Regions from separate parts of the Sus scrofa genome. Here region 2 is linked to region 1. Evidence: chromatin contacts called from public Hi-C data. All regions are on one chromosome and are shown on one strand. Each heading gives the region's core, a stretch centred on a gene start, on an enhancer-like site or on the middle of the called end of the contact. The rest is flanking DNA. Distances are from core to core; before and after follow the strand shown.

What was found. Hi-C and Micro-C count contacts between places; a contact is called where the count stands out from the background.
Region 2: a contact with region 1 is called in a Hi-C map of fetal heart ventricle, with 3 times the contacts expected there. The contact joins two enhancer-like sites. A contact is called at or near these places in 2 of 47 Hi-C or Micro-C datasets (embryonic fibroblasts and fetal heart ventricle).

What each region holds. Positions count from the first base shown.
Region 1 is chr1:214,818,625-214,821,544 of Sscrofa11.1, reverse strand. The region is part of intron 2 of LOC110255532 (a long non-coding RNA gene); the gene reads left to right. Among named protein-coding and RNA genes, the nearest start is that of TMEM261, 370 kb to the right of the region's middle. Within about 2 kb of position 1,429, at least 4 of the 83 cell types and tissues checked have an H3K27ac peak or open chromatin away from gene starts, as enhancers often do.
Region 2 is chr1:215,167,753-215,170,672 of Sscrofa11.1, reverse strand. The region is part of intron 17 of KDM4C (lysine-specific demethylase 4C); the gene reads left to right. Among named protein-coding and RNA genes, the nearest start is that of KDM4C, 340 kb to the left of the region's middle. Within about 2 kb of position 1,367, at least 6 of the 83 cell types and tissues checked have an H3K27ac peak or open chromatin away from gene starts, as enhancers often do.

The sequences.
Region 1 (2,920 bases), core at 180-2,679:
TCCCTTTCTCACTTTTGCTTATCCTTTTAGACTTAGGCCAAGGGGCACCTCCTACATCCCAGATGCTGAATATATACACACATACACGTGCGTGCGCGCGCGCGCACACACACACACATAAAGCTTACTGAGAACAGTGTGGTAAAAATTCCTTGCATTGCAAATCAGAAGATCTGAGAGTAAATCTTTTCCCTCAAAATTGACCTCAAAGATTTTTTTTTCTGTATCTCTCATGTTTTGTTTGCATGCATCTACCCTCTCTCTCCTAACATATAAAAGCTCCCTGTGGCTTGAATCCTTTGTGATTTATATTTATTTTCAATTATATATAATTTAATAATAACTATAATTGTAAAATAATGTTTTTATTTAGTCATATAAATATACATATGTAAATATATTCATATTAATATTCTTTTTTTTTTTTTTGTCTTTTTGTCTTTTCTATGGCCACTCCCGTGGCATATGGAGGTTTCCAGGCTAGGGGTCTAATCGGAGCTGTAGCCACTGGCCTACACCAGAGCCACAGCAACACGGGATCTGAGCTGCGTCTGCAACCTACACCACAGCTCATGGCAACACCAGATCCTTAACCCACTGAGCAAGGCCAGGGATCGAACCTGCAACCTCATGGTTCCTAGTCATGCCATGACGGGAACTGCAATATTAATATTCTTAGGTTTCTGGTCTCTTTAGGGATTGAAAGTCAAAGTCTGAGGCCCATCAGTATCAACTGTGTAGCTTTTCAAAGCTTATTTATTAGGTTGCTTATCTATTAAATGGAGGTAGAAATACCTGCTCTATGTACCTCATGATGTTTTTTTCAGGATTAAATATATGTGAAATCATGTTTCCAAGTGCTTCTGAAATAGGAAGTGCTGGGTGAGTGTAAGATATTCCAGGTGTTTTTATGTCATGTGCAGGGAGGAGCCATGGCTGGCAAAGATTAGTGTTTTGGGCACAGTGTTTTATTAACCTTTATGATAATACTGGTCACACCTCAAAACCCCCCTTTTCCTCTAAATTCTCCCATATGGTGGCTCCTTCTTGTCTAATCTCAGAACCAGCTGAATGCAGTTTGAGAGCCCACTAGAGCCCTGACCCGGGAGACAAACTATGTGAAGAGCCTGCAGAGAGAGGGGCATAGGGGACTCTGGCTTCTGTGAGTTTTATAGGAAGGCTTTACTACATTTATCCTGCGGGAAACCCAATGGCAATGATCCATCTCTTAGAGTCCATGTCTGTGCCTATTTCCCAGCCACAGCAGAACAAAAATGTGGCACCTCCCTATTATCAGGGTTCCCTTGTGCCTCCAAGTAATAGAAAGGGGGGGGGGCAGCTGGCTGAAGTGGTGAGGACATTGGTTTTCTCACTCAGCATGAAGTAAGGTGACAGGAATTTCAGAGCTGGTTAGTTCAGTGATGCAATCATTAGCAGTCAGCCTCCTTCCATCTCCCACCCTGCCCACAGCCACAGGCACCACATCCAGACAAAACAGTATCCAGATATAGAAGAAAAAGAGCCTTTTTTTGGGTGCCTTTTGAAGAAAAGAGAAACTTCAAGCCCTGCTGTGTCATTGGCCAGAATTGTTTCACACACTCATTCCTGAGCAAACTATTGGCAGGGAGAGAGAGGGTGAGGCTGCCACAAAAGGCTGGACTAATCACAACCCAGCCCTTTGGATCAGGATGGGGCCAGCCTGTCTTAAAGCTAAAGGCTACTTGAAGGATTAATGTTAGAGAGGCAACCAACAGCATCAAATAAACTCCCTGTCTAAATTAGCTGGTAACGTAAAGGAAACTGTGGCAGTTCTTAAAATATAAGGATGGTGCAAATAATTAGTACATGTTTCTTTCATTTATTTTCTTCCCTCCTTCTCTCCTTCCCTCTTTCTTGTTTTTTCTTTATGGCTCGGTTCTGACCAATTATTACTGTTTTAGTTACCAAATGACTAACCTCAGCAATTCCATGTACATATGTTACTTTTTTCATTTTATCATCTTGACATATCTCTCTTTCAAGTTGCTCTCTCAGAACATTTTTCAGAATGAATGTCTCCTCTACATGGCCATAGCATGATTTGATAACACTTAGCATACACTCCCTTCTGCAAAGCTCTTTTTTTGTTTGTTTTGATTTTTATTTTTTCCACTATAGCTGGTTTACAGTGTTGTCAGTTTTCCACTGCAAAGCAAGGTGACCTAGCCACACATACATGTATACATTCTTTTTTCTCATATCATCATGCTCCATCACAAGTGACCAGACAAGCAAATCAAAACTACTATGAGGTACCACCTCACACCAGTCAGAATGGCTATCATTAATAAGTCCACAAATAACAAATGCTGGAGGAGGTGTGGAGAAAAGGGAACCCTCCTGCACTGTTGGTGGGAACGTAAATTGGTACAACCGCTATGGAAAACAGTATGGAGGTACCTTAGAAAACTATATCTAGAACTTCCATATGACCCAGCAATCCCACTCTTGGGCATGTATCCGGACAAAACTTTCCTTAAAAAAGACATATACACCCGCATGTTCGTTGCAGCCCTATTCACAATAGCCAAGACATGGAAACAACCTAAATGCAAAGCTCTTTGTATAGGTATTTGCTTTCCCAATAGATAGTGAGCAATCAGAGCTTGGGGTTATCTAGCCTCATTTCAGTTCCCAGAGCATCTTCCCCATGCTTCATACAGAGCTGGTGCTTAATCCATGAATGTTCATTTGAAAAATGTCTGTGTCTGTGGTCATGGGCAGGTATGGTCAGGAAGTAGTCTCTTAACTCTCTTTCGAATGAACCTAGCAGCCATGATGTTGATTCCTTTGCTTCTAGATGCTTTCATCAAAGCGTTTTTCAATTAGCCCACAACTTGTCTAAAGCCAAAATAATCCAAAGGTTCTGTGATTCTCTCTG
Region 2 (2,920 bases), core at 118-2,617, 350 kb before region 1:
TATTCATTTAAGATATACACATGGGAAATGGTTGAGCTGTGATTAAATTGATCTGTATTACACCAAAGCCCTTGCTATTTGCACTAAAATTCATTAATGTCTGGCATATTAGACTTTGGAAACTTAAAATACATTGACTTTTTAAAGAATAGACCAGAAATATAGACACAGAACAACATGAACAATGATAATGAAGGCTCACTCTGAAAACTACTCCTCAGTAGGAATAGGAAAGTTGCATGAGCAACTCCCCACACCCCGAAATCTCAATATGCTATTTCTCATCCTATATGGGAATAGTCAGCATCACCATTAGGATGGGGACACAATAGCCTAAACTACTGCTTGAGTCAGTCTATGGACTTTTTCTGAGATAAAATGTCACCTGTCATTTTCTTCTGGAACTTTAGGACTTTGTCCTCAGTTATGTTTTGTTTGTTGCCCTAATGTTTGGATAAAGCTGATCTTTTGACTTGTGTACTTTCCCTATCCTGGGATTTCTCTTTCCTTTTGTAATTGAGTCCAGCCTATATCTGGTTACAGCCACACACCTAGTGATTGGAATCAAAATCTGTCCAAGGTGCATCGAGTTAGCAGTTTTGGTACATCCTGAGGTCATCCTCCTGGTAGCAAGGAGGCATTCTAATAGGACTCTCAGAAGTAGAGCTGTTAACCCTGCAGCACAGCTCAGGCCAGAGGCTTGTTTCCTGGGGGATCCACTTTGTATCTCTTAGCCTGACTCCTGCCTTCCTGTGGCATATCAAAGCAGCTGAACACATTTTGAGTTTTGGTGCAGCTATCACTCATTCATCAAAGTTCTGTCCGGATGATACATGTTTTTGAAAACAGATGTGGAGACTGAGCTGACAGATGTTGAGAATGGCCCTGTTGTGGAAGCTCATGTTGTTACACATGCTTCAGGAAGACAGGTCGTTAGCATTCAGCGAGGAGCACCTACAATCTGGAGAATTAAACATGCTGTTTGCATAGATTTTGGACTAATCTTTTTGGTTTGATTTGCTTTGCTTCGGAAGTAATTAAATGCTATCTCACCCCACCTGTTGCACTCAAGCTTAAAAGCAGTAAATATGAAATAGAGTAGCTTACTGTATTTTAGTGGTGAGAAAGATATACTAATGTTCTGGTGTTGAATATTCTTTTTCATTTTGGATGCTCTGTGCCAGGCATTGTCTAGGTTATCCTTCTATAATTCTTTGAGTTGATATTATTCCCACTTTACATTCGATAAAACTGAGGCTAAGAGGAATTTGGTAATTTGAGTTTGTCCAGCCGCTAAGCTGCAGAACTCCTTTATCTCAACCACTCTGCTGCCTCTGCTGCTTCTGGAATGTGATGTGGAGCAAAGTACAAAGTGGAGAAGCCAATGCTCTGTGACTCACACAGATATCTTTAAACTGCATCACAGTGTCCTGGACCCCAGCCGTATGTGAGAAGTCAGCTCATAAGGGCAATGGAGTGTATGGTCCACATTTGCAACCACACCAGTCACTCTAGGGAGCAAAGCATCTGTGCTCAGGTGTTGATTTCTCTATCTCGGTCAGATGTCAACCTGAGTTGTGGCAGGAAGCACGTGGACAGGTTTTTACCTTGGCTTTCCCAGATTCTTGGGCTAGAGCCCCCGCCCAGTTCTCCATATGTGACTACAGTAAAGGAAAAAAAAAAAAGTTCAACATGTTTCTTTAATCCTTGTCACTGTAACTTTTCATAAACCACATTTTGATGAGAAATTTAAGAGAAATTATAATGTTCTCTATTATTAATTTTTTTAAATGAACAGGGGAAAGACTTTTCAAATGCCATGTCGCGGTTGCCTCTGAATGGCAGGGTATTGGGTAATTACAGGAATAATTTTTTACATACTATTGTGTAATTTGGAGCTTTTGTACAAGAAGCTTAGTATAGCTTGTAAAATCAAAGGAAAAAAATAAAGTGGAAAATTAGGCAAAATGTTATTTGAACCCCTTGGTCTTTTATATGTGTTTTTGTCTAGTGACCTCAGTAGGAGGGATATGGGAACAGTGTACATCAGAGAGGGTGTACCTGGGTTTTCTCACTTTGTCTTCAACACAAACACCCGGAGTCATCTTTTCTTTCTTTTTCTTTTTCTTTTCTTTTTTTTTTTGTCTTTTTGTCTTTTCTAGGGCCGCACCTGTGGCATATGGAGGTTCCCAGGCTAGGGGTTGAATCGGAGCTGTAGCCGCCGGCCTGTGCCAGAGCCACAGCAATTCAGGATCTGAGCCGCATCTGCGACGTACACCACAGCTCATGGCAACGCTGGATCCTTAACCCACTGAGCAAGGCCAGGGATTGAACCTGCAACCTCATGGATTCGTTAACCATTGAGCCACGATGGGAACTCCATTTTCTTTCTTTCTTTTTTTTTTTTTCCAATTCTGGACACATTTATTTCTTAGAAATATTCATAATTCGATATTCATGTTCTCCTTAATGTCTCAACGTGGAAAGTTCCTTTCTGATGTCTTTGGTAGTAATTTTCAGGGAATCCTTGTTTTACTTGCTAACACCAAGATCTGTATTTTAAATTATTTTCATCTATCATTTTAAAAGTATTTAGCTTAACTAAGTTGAATATAAATTGCCTTCACCTTTTTCTAGAGGTTTCATATCCAAAAATTAAATTTAAAATGTACTGAAATTTCTTTCATTACTTAGTACGCTTTTAGTGTCTTGAAATGAATCTCTTCTGTCAAATGTAATTTCCATTTGTGTTGGGGGTCCCCAAGGCACTTCCAGATTTAGTGATTCACTAGGAAAACTCACAGGACTCAGCATTCAGTCGTACTCACAGCTGTGGTTACAGCGAAAGGACACAAAGCAAACTCATCTAAGGAAAATGGCATGTGGGGGAGAGACTAGAGAAACTGCCTTCAGGCCTCCA